Linked DNA regions of Mus musculus: region 2 is linked to region 1. Evidence: chromatin contacts called from public HiChIP or PLAC-seq data. All regions are on one chromosome and are shown on one strand. The core of a region is the stretch at or near the end of the contact, and the rest is flanking DNA. Distances in the headings are between cores, read along the strand shown. Region 1 overlaps Nav1 (neuron navigator 1). Region 2 has its middle 41 kb from the start of Gm32835.

What was found. HiChIP or PLAC-seq counts read pairs in DNA pulled down with a chosen protein or histone mark.
Region 2: a contact with region 1 is called in an H3K4me3 HiChIP or PLAC-seq map of embryonic basal ganglia, with 2.5 times the contacts expected there. The contact joins two enhancer-like sites. A contact is called at or near these places in 5 of 115 datasets of contacts at active chromatin or transcription factors (embryonic basal ganglia, embryonic hindbrain, embryonic stem cells and 1 more) and 2 of 9 other capture datasets (adipose tissue and liver).

What each region holds. Positions count from the first base shown.
Region 1 is chr1:135,515,464-135,521,963 of GRCm38.p6, forward strand. All of the region lies in intron 3 of Nav1 (neuron navigator 1), which reads right to left. Gm32940 (a long non-coding RNA gene) reads left to right here. Exons shown (of 4, transcript XR_003948736.1): 3 at 5,425-5,580. Among named protein-coding and RNA genes, the nearest start is that of Gm32940, 6.7 kb to the left of the region's middle. Within about 2 kb of position 3,383, at least 16 of the 459 cell types and tissues checked have an H3K27ac peak or open chromatin away from gene starts, as enhancers often do. A contact at or near this core is called in embryonic basal ganglia, where this site is marked.
Region 2 is chr1:135,643,427-135,649,926 of GRCm38.p6, forward strand. It overlaps a transcript of Nav1 not described here. Among named protein-coding and RNA genes, the nearest start is that of Gm32835, 41 kb to the right of the region's middle. Within about 2 kb of position 2,510, at least 40 of the 459 cell types and tissues checked have an H3K27ac peak or open chromatin away from gene starts, as enhancers often do. A contact at or near this core is called in embryonic basal ganglia, where this site is marked.

The DNA.
Region 1 (6,500 bases), core at 2,133-4,632:
GCTGAAGGAAGGGGCCCTGCACCCAGCTGTGTTACTGCTCAGCAAATATTTATATAACCTTTGCCAAGCCCCGCCTTTCCCACCACCCCAGCAGTTGGGAACAGGAGAGAAGTGAGCCTCAACAGCTTTTTCATGGTAAGCTAGCATGGTAAGGCCTCACTTGCCATCCCTGCGGAGAGGCAGAGGATGCTGGGGAGGGAGGAGGAAGGACAGTGGGAGAGGTTGCTGCTCTAGCAAGTGCCTGATGAGCTGGGGTGAGGGATGAGAGATGTGCAGGAGGGCGTCACTGGGTAAATTCCAGTGTGTGTATGACCATGCGTGTATACTGGACATGTATCATTTTATTTGATCCTAAACCCCCTCATGCTTCTGCCTCTACTGTATTACTGCAGAGGTCTCCTGTCACACTTCCTGGTCTCTCTGGGGTCCCTGAGCATCACCCCTTCCCTGAAGTCCTCCAGTGGCTTTCCCTCATCATGGCCCACCACCGGGCCCCTAGCTAACGCCTGACCTCATTTCTGACCACTCTGCCCTCTGTTTACTTTGCGTCAGCCGCACTGACCTCCTTCTGGCTCCCTGGCCATGTATTTACTCTTGCCTTGGGGCCTTTGCACATCGCTCTTCTGTTTGTTGGAGCAAAGAAAGCTTTCCTGATCACCCTACAACGTCATCTGGCCTACACCCACTGCTCACCGCTCGACCTTGCTCTTCCTTATAGCGCAGCATTATTTCAGGTTATATTTTAAGGTTTGTGTATTTGCTTGCCATTTCATTCTGTATGAGCCAATGTTTTCCTCTCCTATACCCACCGTGGCTCCCATGCAGCAGATACCCTATCAGGCATACACTGACTGCATAAACACATATCATGAAGTTGGCATTGGCACCATCCCCATTCCGCTCTTTAGAGTGAAGCAAAAACAGACGAGGTAACATCCCAGGGCAGTAGGAAATAGCAAACTGAAAATGAAATTATAGTCAACCAGGCTCTAGAATGTTCCCTAGACTTGTCACTCTGCTTCCCAAGAAAAGGGAACTTATGGTGGGCGCTGGTGAAGGTGTGCTGGTGAACTGAATAGCCTCCCAGAGGGCAGTGGGGACTTTGGGTGGAGAGCACACATGGGAGTGCTTTCCCCGGGCTGACTCCAGAAAGCAGGGGACATCTGGAGAAAGTTCACTTCAGCATGGGCTGGAACCACTGGCTCTCCCCAGGGCCCTTCTTCCAAAGCTCATTATGGGTTGGAAAGGGAAATGACAGCCAGCTAAATCCTGTCCCTCACCTAATAACCTTCAGTGGAACATCAGCGACCCTGGGGACCCCTGCTGCTAGCAGCCCTATGGCCGCGTGTATGGCCACATGTGTGGCCACGGGTATGTAGTGTTAGTCCTGAACTGCCCCTTGCCTTCAGACCTACAGTGTCTGAGAATGGAGTCAGGTGGGGCAGTGGAGGAAGCCTGAGGCAGGAAGGGGAGGAACAGTGAGAAGAGGGGCTGAAGGAGTGTGAAGAGCCAGGATGAGTGGGAGCTGGGTCTCTGTCTCCAGGCTGCTGGTGCCACACAGGAAGGGGAAGAACTCAGAGCCCTTGAATACAAACCCCCGACAGGGGAGAAGCAAGGGCTGCCACATTCCACTTGTTCTTCCTGTTTTAGATCAAGTGCAAGATCATTCACTTCCTCCTGGAAGTCCCTCTTCCTCTCTGACACTGCTTATGTGGTTGCCCTGTACAGACTTGTGAATAAGTGGCTGTGCATCCTCAGGCGACCTTGCACACACATTGCTTCTATGTCCAGCCACCTCTCGCACTCGCTTAGATGTCCCCTCCCACACCTGGGTATGCACTGAGCTTCCGCTCTATCTGTGGCACATGCTCTGATGGCACCCTCTCAGACCCTCTCTCCATGAGCCTGCCACCTATATTTAGTGAGTGTCTATCCATTCCTGACATAGCCACATGCATTGGAGCTCTCTTTTCTGCTTTGCTTTTCAAATCCAGACTTCTATGCATCTCCTGGTGCCTGCACCTCGAGAAGCAAGAATAACGGTCTTCGGCCTCTTTGGTGCACCCTACTGAAGAGAGGTTGGTGGGTAAACCTCCTACTTGGTCTGCTGGTCTTTCTTCAGCTGCAGTGAATGGTCCTTTGCTGCCTGGCCAGAGACATCTGATAGCCCAGGGGCCTGAGCTGGCCCCTCGGGAATACCCTGGGACAGCTAAGTCTTTGAGCGGGAGTCAAACAAGGACAGACATTCAGAAGCTTGGGTTGCTCATTTTGCCTGGCCCAGAGCTCCCAGTTGTGGCCACTTTGTGGCTCCCCAAAGTGAGGAAGATGGAGAGGTTGCTTAGGGGCATGCCAGAAGGGTCTCTGGGTGTTCGGCAGCAGGGCCTGAGAACCCAAGTTGCTGACAGAAGAAGCCATAGTCTCTGTCTTGGGAAAGCAGCTGCCATAGTGGAAGGCCTGGGACCCCTCCTGTGACATGTTCCCAGGTTTTAGGGAAACAAGATACACATAGCAAGGCAGTGGTAGACTGGAATGGGAGTGGGGGGTGGGGGGCTGGGCTTTGCGCTGGTTCTGCCACTCTGAAGCTAGGGAATCCCACCATCCAGTTAGGCCGAGTTCCTGTTTCTTAGCTTGTAAATCAAGGTAAAGAATATCGAATTCATACTGTTGTTAAGATTAAATGAGATAATTCCATGTTAATGTTTCATAAGCTGTTCCTTTACAATTGTCAAGGAATCATAAAAGCACAAATTACTGTAGTATAAAGTATGCACTGGAGGGTTGGAGCAGCCCAGAGTCAGATAGCAATCCCACTGTAACGAGGGGAAATTAAGGAAGGCTCCCCGAGGAGAGGGGGTTTTGAAATGATGAGTGTGGCAAACAAGCACTGCCACCTCAGCAGGAAAATTCTATTTCAAAGATGGCTTGTGTTGCTTTGGAGTTCTAGAAAGTCAAACATGAGAAGGGGGATAAACATTTACTGAGCGTCTAGTGTATACCACATACCTTACATACACTGAACACCTACTGCATACCAAGTACCTTATATACATTGTGTTCTTTGCCTTCCAACAATAATCCTAGTCCCATATTGTCATTTATCCTTAGAACAAACAGCTCTCCTTGAAGCCTCAGAGATGAGATCTGACCCAACCTATCAAACTTCCAAATGTGTGCTCTTTTGGCGATCTCAGCTTGCAGGAAACTTTCAGGCACACGGAAGCCCAGCTGGCTTACCACCAAACATATGGGTTGGGGAATAAAGGAGGAGGCTGGCAGTTAAAGAGGAGAGACAAATGGACCGGGAGACAGGTGGGAGGGGCTGGTAGAGCAAAGCCATACCCATCTCAACAGCTTTCTTCGATGCCTATCCTCCCTGATTGTCAGCCAAATTGCACGTCATCACACCCAGTGAAAGCTCAGCAGCTCAATTGTAGGTTACTAGGACACCCAGAGGAGGGGCCCCTCCCAAGTCAGCATCTGTTGCTATGGAAACACAAGCATGCATCCAGCAGCCCCTCTGGAATACCTACCTGGCTTACTCCAGGTTTTGAGAAACACTGCGTAAGACACACACTAACTCTGCAGACAGAGAATGGTCCACTATTATGTTTTGAGAATTAAGTGGAATTTTGAGAGCCGAGGGCTCTCTGAAATTAGCCCCTTCTATTCTGATTCTACACACTCCTTCCGTCCGACCCTTCTTACTTTTCTTTAGTGGTGTCTGTGTCTCACTACTCTCCTCTCCCCACTGACCTCATACATGCACCTGACACAATTGCAGGAACCTATGTCTGGGACCCAGCCAGAACAGGTTCAAAGAGCTGCAGCTGGTATCTCCAGGAGCTGCTACATTCAATAATGAGTGGGAGCTGAAGGAGAAACAGCCACACTTCTTTGACCCATGTAGGGTCATTAACCACTTAGAAATCTCTACGCCTCAGGTGCCCATGGCAACAACCTGTGCACACCCTACGCATCCCCATGCAATCTGTGCCCTAGATCTGCTCACTCCACAGGTGCTCACCTATATGCCTTAGTGTGTCACCTAAGATACAGGGCCGTGCTGGAAAATCTTCAGTGTGCCGGCGTTAAAATGTAGGACATTTAAAAAAAAGATTTTATTTATTTTATATATGTGAGTACATTGTTGCTGCCTTCAGACACACCAGGACAGACTAGAAGAGGGCATCGGATCCCATTACAGATGGTTGTAAGCCACCATGCGGTTGCTGGGAATTGAACTCAGGACCTCTGGAAGAATGGTCAGTGCTCTTAATCGCTGAGCCATCTCTCCATGGTTAGTTCCAATGGGGGTGGGTTCCTGATAAAGCAGGAGTTAAGCCCTCTCTTTCACTTATGTCCTCACTCTCACTTATGTTCTCTTGACCCTCTACTTCCCCCACAGAAGGTCCTTAGCAGACTGGCCCTTCAGTCTTGGACTCCCATCTCCCAGAAATATAATAAACCAATCTCTGTTCTTCATAAATGACCTCTTTGTGGTATGGTGTTAAAGTAGCACACAGGGAACTAAGATACCAGCCCAAACCACCCTTCCCGTGTAAGCAATGTTTGAGTGAGCCAGGTCACAATGGGGAAAAGGCCAGAGTCACCCCGTAACCTGAGCATGGTGAGCTTAGTTCTTAGATTGTTCTTTGTAAATTTATTCTATTTTTTTTTAATTTTTTTTAAAGATTTATTTATTATATGTAAGTACACTGTAGTTGTCTTCAGACACTCCAGAAGAGGGCATCAGATCTTGTTACAGATGGTTGTGAGCCACCATGTGGTTGCTGGGATTTGAACTCTGGACCTTCGGAAGAGCAGTCGGGTGCTCTTACCCACTGAGCCATCTTACCAGCCCTTATTCTATTTTTAATTGTGCATGTGTGTATATGTTTATGTACATGAGGTGCAAGGGCCCTCTGAGACCAGAAGAAGATGTCAGAATCCTTGGAGCCGGACTTAAAAGTAGGTGTGAGCCACCCTGATGCGGGTGCTAGGAATTGAACTCAGATCCTCTGGAAGAGTGGCAAGCACCCAGCCCCTGAGCCATCTCTCCTTTCCTACAATTAGCTTAGTTCTGTGCATAGCTACATGCTGTACTCATGATGCTGCGCTCATGACCCAGATCCCAAGCCACATGTGGGTCCCATTTGCCAACGGAGAACATCGCAGGCGTAAGTGAAAAGGGTCAGAATAAGTTCTCACTCCCAGGGAAGCCCACAAACATAATTTTCAGCATGAAGACAAACACACACTTGGAAATATAGCGTTACCATTATTTAGGACATGTGTGTGACATCTTAGGCCTGTCACTGCATTGATGTCTGTCACCACATGACTGGCGATAGCTAGCATGCACAGAATCCTTATGATATCTAAAGTAAACATAGCAACAAATGAAATTTCATTCTCACATCTTAGGAGACAGAGGCACGGTGGTCCACAGTCTTCAGCTGGGATAGCAAAAGAGGAGGCAGAGAATGCAGCGACCACATCTAGCTGGGAAGAGGACCCAGCAGTATGGCTGTGTGCTTTCAGCCACGCCACTGCTCTGACAGCTCTGATGTCCCCGCGTTGGTAAGCCTGATCTCAAAAGCCCGTCTAACTAACTGCATGCCTGGGGGGCAGCACTGAAGAGCAGTGAGAGCAGTCTTCCAAAGAGAACTCAAGGCCTAATTCCAGTGTATCAGTCACCGAGTTAAAGTAACTTCACTTTGGCTTGGGTTTTGTGGGATACTCTGTAACCTCAGAACTTGGAGAGGGAGAAGGGATGATTATGAGTTTAAGGACACGTGGCTTATTTGGTAAAGTTCCCACTGCATGAGTGTGAGGACCTGGGTTTGAATTCCAAGCATCCATATAAAAGCCAAGCATGGCAGTATGCACCTATAACGCCAGCACTGGGTCTCAATGATGCTGGTCTAGCTCAATCTGTGAGCTCCAGGGTCAGTGAGAGAGAGACCTTGTGCATACGCTCTCTCTCTCTCTCTCTCTCTCTCTCTCTCTCTCTCTCTCTCTCTCTCTCTCTCTCTCACACACACACACACACACACACATACACACACACACACCGTATATGTACAAAGAGTTCTAAGGCAGACTGGGCCAGCATAACATAAAAAAAAAAGTGGGGGAGGGGAGTCTAGGGAGGTGGGTTGAAAGTTTAGAGCACTTGCCGCTCTTGCAGAGAGCCCAGTTTCAATTCCCAGCACCCACAGGGTGATTCACAACTGTGGTGGTCTGAGTGAGAATGACCCCTTAGGCTCATACATCTGAATGCTTAGTTCCCAGTTGGTGGAACTGTTTGAGAAGGATTAGAAGAGAGGTGTGGCCTGGTTGAAGGAGGAGTGGCACCGGGGCAAGCTTTGAGGCTTCAAAAGCCCATGCCATTCTCAGTTAGCTCTCTTGGCCATGTGCTTGTGGATCAAAATGTGAGTTCTCAGCTACTGTTCCAGTGCCCTGCTTGCCTGCCTGCCTGCCTGCCCGCCCACCCACCT
Region 2 (6,500 bases), core at 1,260-3,759, 130 kb after region 1:
AGAATCTCACTGTGTAGCTCAGGCTCGCCTGAACTTACTCTTGCTCTTGCATCAATCTTCATATCTCTGCCTCCCATGTGCTGGGATCTACAGGCATATGTCACGATGCCTAGCACCCCTTTTAAAATATGCATGCATATACATATATATATATATGTATGTATATATACACACATATACACACACACATATATACACATACACACATATGCATACATACATTGTGGAAACACAAATTTTCCTTGGGGTTTGTGAATGAGGAATTTCTCAGAGGGTTAGGGATGTAGTTCACTGGTGGCCAGCTTGCCTACCATATATGACATACTTGACCCAACTCCAGCACCAAAAACAAAACAAGAAAAAGCCTCTCTGAGCCATGATTCTAGAGGACAGATGGGTTGTGCTACATTTCCAAAACTTAGCTGTCAATCACCTCTCTCTATCTCCCCTCACCAACATATTCCTCCTCCTCACAGAATCCCTGGTAAGAAGCCACAGAACACTGTGAGATCGTCTGTTCTAAGGGTTTTTCAGGACTCCATAGGAAGCCCTCCAGAGAAAACGAGGCATCACAGATAGAGGACTCTAAAGCCAGGAGAGAGCCAGCCTAAGACCTGATGTCAGGGTTGAGGTCCAAAGGGTCTGCCCAAAGCTGGAGAGACCGAGATCAGATTCCCAGAACAGCTACTCACACATGGTGCCCAAGTCAGGAAGCTTTTCCCTTACCAGTTGTGCTGGTGGTGTGGGGCAGAGGCCGAGTAAGGCTTGCAGCCTTTTGCTCGCTCTTGAGGTCTTGGTTGAAGAATATAGGCCAGCCACTTCTGTCTGGTAGATTGCCAGGGTCTGGGCTCCCTGCCAGCGTGTCCAGATTTCCCCTGATCCCTTCTATCCCTGTCTGCTGCAGTCTCTCCCCAGACCCTGTGTCTGGATGGCTCAGGAGCAGGTCCAGAACCCAGCCCATGGAAAGGCATCTGGACTGCTCCATCCTGTCAACTGCATAGACAAGCTAAGCCCCAGGCAGCTGCCGTGCGTGGACTCAGAGGACACTCTAGAAACAGGCTCAGAAGGACTCTTGGCAACTCCCAGTCACATCTGCTGCACACAAGCACATTCTAGGCTGAGCCAACTGCCAAGTTAGTACTAGAGCCATCTCCAGGCCTCAGTTTACCCAGGAGGCAACAAGAGTCCAATGCATAAAGACTACCCAAACTTCTTTAAGAGTCTTCATGCATATCTTAGGCAATCTTTCAGAGTCACAGTGAGACGAGAGGAAATAAGGCTCTTTCTTATTATCAATTCCTTCCCATTTGCAATAAAACTCCAGAGAAATGAAAGGATTAATATTCATCACCTTCATCTTTTACTAGGCTACTTTCCTTTTCTTTCTTTTTTTTTTTGTTTGTTTGGCTTTGGGTTTTTGTTTTGTTCTGTTTTGTTTTTTCGAAACCAGGCTTCTCTGTGTCACAGCCCTGGGTGTCCTGGAGCTCACTCTGTAGACCAGGCTGGCCTCATCCCATACTTTATAGAGAGATCTCCACCTAGCTCTGCCTCCCAAGCACTGGGATTAAAGGAGTGCACCACCACTGCCCGGCTGGCTCTTTTCTTTGTGCAGTTCTATCTTGTAAGGAAACATAAGCTTGTCGTAACAGGGCAATAATTTAACAGCCTCCCAGGCAAAGGTAACAGCACCCCTGAAAGAGCCGGCAACGTGGTCCAATAAGTGTCATCCTCCTTACTTCTCACACTGTAAGGTCATTGGCGGTGAGATCTCTCAGCGGAAAAGCATTTTGGGGAATATCAAGCGGAATTCTCTAGAGCTGCAGAGGAGGAGGAGAAATCTAGAGCAAAGTGCTTGCTACAGGACACATTGTGAAATGGGTTGCTAGATCCAAGTGCCTTGGACCGTTCAAGCCCCTAGCTGCTGTGCTTTCCCAGGCTTCTTAACCCTGGCTGTTAGTTTACTTACTCAAATGCTTCATCTCCAGGTGTGGCTTGTGATTCCTGAAAATATTATCAGCCATGGTAATAGAAGACTGGCGACAGCTACCGTAAAGAGCTGACAACCTAAATGACATCTTTCTCATCCCCGTTAGCTTTCTTGGGCAGAAGGGGAGGGAAGAGAGGGTTTATAGGGCTCAGGAAAGGCAAACTATTTGCCCAAGGTCACCCAGTTGGCTGAAGGTCATGCCAGGACCCTCCTACCAGCCCCAACTGCTTATTCACCCACTTCCTTTGGCTTCTAGGCACCTCGCTCCAGCAGGGAAGGAGTTAATGCCAACCTCTGTTGGCCTCTGCAGGTGCTGCTCTTGAGGGAAAGCTTCCTAGCAGAGTCTGCAGATAATGCAAGCAGCAAAGATAACGAGCTTTCTGTTTTAATTGCAGAGGGGAGACAGGGTGGGCTTGTTGGAGGGCTTGGGTAATTAACACAGCTGGGGCACAGGGCTGATGAGCCCTGGATGGGGCCTTGCCCCTGCTGGCTCCTCTCTGACAAGCACAGAGATCAGGGCTATTATACCCACATAGCGGGCCTGGCGCAGCATGGGCCTGGCCAGGGCACACAAAGAAATCAGCCAGGCAGAGAGGAGGCTGAGAGCCACCAAATGGGCTGAGCCCCAGGCGTGCAGAGCCACCATGTTTGGCCTCATCTAGACAGCTGGACTGCTAGAGGATGGCTAAGACCCACTGTGCCAGGCCTTAGGCCTAGCACTCAGGATAGAGGCTGGGGATGCTGAGGGGCAAGGACCAGCACTGAGAAGAGCCTGAGACTAGACTGCGCTTATGAGTTTGGAACTTAGGTGCATAGGCTTGGTGGCACGCTTCTACAATGCCAGAAATTTGCAATTGGAGGCAGGAGGATGAGAGAGAGAAAGAGAGAGAGAGAGAGAGAGAGAGAGAGAGAGAGAGAGAGAGAGAGAGAGAGAGAGAGAGTTAGAGTTAGAGTTTGAGAAACGAGAAGGAGAGCATTGAAGATTGGTTAGCAGTATGTCAAGGCTAATAGCTCTCCAGTTAAATAGCCAGAGCTGTTGCCTAGCACGGGACCTAAGCTCAGCACTTTTCTGAGCAAAACTCTTTCATGCTCTCCTACAGTCCCAGTCCTAGGGACCGTTCTTCTTGGGTCAGCCAGCCTGGCTGGGCCAATGGCCACTGTGCTGTGTGTTCTCTCTGGGAGCTGGGGGTGGGAGTCTGCAAATTGCCCACACATCTACTCTCTCATATGCCCTGACTCTATCCTTCAGGGCAAGGCTGGCTGGCCCTGGCCTAACTATGTCAGCTCCGAGTCAGCAGACTTCTGCTAGCAGAAGGCACCTCCAAGACATGAAAAGAAGGAACAATCCTCTCCTCTGCCTCAGAAAGCATCTAGCAAGCTCCAAGACATCTTGCTTGCCCAGTGCCTCCAAGATGGCTCCAGATCCTATAGGGCCCAGTTCCAGTCTGTCTAGGTCTGCTGGCTACTTCCTCCTCCTAACTCAGCTCCTCGGCTCTTCTATAACTCAGGTAACCAGATACCTGTGCCAAAAGTCCTCTTGTAATAAATAAGTAGTTTCTCTAGGGTGGTGGTCATGCACACCTTTAACCCCAGCCCTCAGAAGGCAGAGGCACGCAGATCTCTGTGAGTTCAAGGCCAGCCTGGTCTACAGAGTGAGTTCCAGGACAGCCAGGGCTACAAAGAGAAACCCTGTCTCCCAAAACCAAACAATAACAACAACAAAATGATACAACTGATAGAGAAGCGAGCCAGGCTATGCCCAGCCTTCCTCACGCTCTCTTGCCAACTTCCATGGTTCCTCCCTGACCATGCACGTGTGACAACTCTGTTCTTGTTCCTCTGTGTCAGTCCTCTCAGCCCTCTCAGTACATTTCATTTGTGCACGTGTGCACAGGTGTGCTTGCCCATGAGTACACACATGGAGGCAGGAGGTTGACACGGAGTGTCTTTCTTACCACCTTATATTCTTTTATTATTATTATTTTAAAAAAATTTGAAGCTCACTGTATAGCTCATTGGTCTAAAACTTGCTGTGTGGACCAGTCTCAAACTCACAGATATACACCTGCCTCTGTCTCTAAAGTGTCGGATAAATAGATAGATAGATAGATAGATAGATAGATAGATAGATAGATGACTGATTGATTGAGATGGTGACTGTCACTGAGCTTGACCCTGTTTTGACTAGACTGACTGCCCCCAAGGTCTTTCTGTTTCTGTCCCTCATCACTGCGCTAGATTTACAGGTGCAGGCTATCACTCCTGGCTTTTCTTTTCCTTCCTTCCTTCCTTCCTTCCTTCCTTCCTTCCTTCCTTCCTTCCTTCCTTCCTCCCTCCCTCCCTCCCTCCCTTCCTTCCTTCCTTTCTTTTTTCCCTTTTTCGACAGGATCTCACCACATAGCCTTGGTTGGCCTGGAGTTTGATATGTAGAGCGGGCAGAGCTCAGACTCACAGAGACTCCCTAAAGGTGTAAGCCACCACGTCCTGCAGGATGCCTCTGTCCTTCACCTCTAACCTCTGTTGTTAGAGTCTTGTCCATCTGACATCCAAACTCAAAACCTCTAAAGCTGAACTCATTTTCTTTCTTCCCTTCTCCACACCTGGCATCCCTTCTCTTAGTTGGAGCCATGTGTCAGGAACCAAGCTCTTCCCTTCTCTCTTAGCCACTGCATCCTGTGACCCTTGTCTCCTAAGTAATTGGATTCACCCTTGCCATCCGCTTCCACCACTGTGTGTTGAACTAGCCCTTAAGCCGGAAGAAAAGCCCACTAGCTGGTTCCTTACATTGACTTCTTGCATTGACTACTCTTGGAGACCACTAAGATAGGCAGATCTGGCCGATCGGTTTATATATAAATCCCTTTAAGGATTGGCAAAGTAAACAATACCTCTGTGCCACACTCCCTACCTCTGCTATCTTCGGGTAAGTTACATCATACAGACACCTTCTCGGGTCATCCCTAACTGGGTTAGTGGGGAACTTCGAGAGACCCCTGCTGTTTGATGCCCTAAGCCTTTGTACCTGCTGCCTTCTCTGATAGAATGCCCAATGTCATCAAGTCTACCCAGAAATCTGTTTATTTGGCTCAAACATAATCTATCTCCTCTAAGAAGCCATTTTTGACCCTATTCTGTCCATCCCAGGTAGGATGGTGTCATGGTTTGAATATGCTTGGCCAATGGAGTGGCACTATTTGGAGGTGTGGCCTTGTTGGAGTGGGTGTGTCACTGTGGGAGTGGGCTTTAAGACCCTTATCCTAGCTGCCTGGAAGTCATTATTCTGCTAGCAGCCTTCAGATGAAGATGTAGAACTCTCAGCATCTTCCGTACCATGTCTGCCTGGATGCTGCCATGCTCCCACCTTGATGATAACGGACTGAATAGCTGAACCTGTAAGCCAGGCACATTTAAATGTTGTCCTTTATAAGACTTGTCTTGATCATGGTGTCTGTTCACAGCAATAAAACCCTAACAGATGGTAACAACATCCCTTTAAGCTCTGGTAGCAACTCAACTTTTCCAACCAAATTACTTGTGGATTGAACATGGTAGGAGGTCTTTTTGTTCTCATGGTCTTTCATCTGCTAGACTTTGAGGTCTCTGGACACAAACAAACATGATGATGATGATGATGATAACAACAACAACAAATAGTTTAATTTGTCTTTAAGTGTTGCCAGAATGATTGTTCAAGGAATCATTTGAGGAGGATGAAGCGGTGTGATGGTTAACCTGACTGGATGAGGAGGAGTTGGTAAAACACAATTTCAAGGATTTTCTCTAGAACTGGTATCTGGACACATGGATAAAAAGAGCTGGCATTACCAGGTGTGTGTGTGTGTGTGTGTGTGTGTGTGTGTGTGTGTGTGTGTGTGTGTGTGTATGAGAGAGAGAGAGAGAGAGAGAGAGAGAGAACACCATTCAGTTAACTGAAAGTTCAAGTAAACAAAAAGGCAGAGAAAAAATGAATGTGTATTCTCTCTCCACCTTCCAAAGTTGGAGAACACGCCTCTGATCCAGTCCCTTACCATCAGGACCCCAGGTCTCCTGGTCTGTGGGCTCTGAGGTTTGTATCTGTATCCTCCTGGTGTCCCAAGACCTTTGGCCTTGGATCGAGCCTTATACCATCAAGTTCTTTAGTTCCAAAGCCTTTAGATTTGGACTCAGCCACACCCAGGTCTCCAGCTTGCAGGCAGCCTGTTGTGGGACTTCTCAGCCTCTGGAATTGTGCTGGCCAAGACTCCTTGTAAATGCCTCTTGCATGGATATTTTTATCCATGTCTATTTGTGTCTTCTGTTGGTTCTGATTTTCTAAAGAACTGTAACTAAAAACAAGCACTTCCCCTGATTTCTTCCACTAAGTAAAACTCAAAACTCTGGACTTCATATATAAAGCAAACATAAGGAGGCTCTGAAGGGTACCAAGGAGATGGCAGGTGGAGCAGGGACCTTGGGGTTGGAGGGACAACATGGTGATGAGCTTCCTGGCTTTGATTTTGTTTCTTTGTTTTGT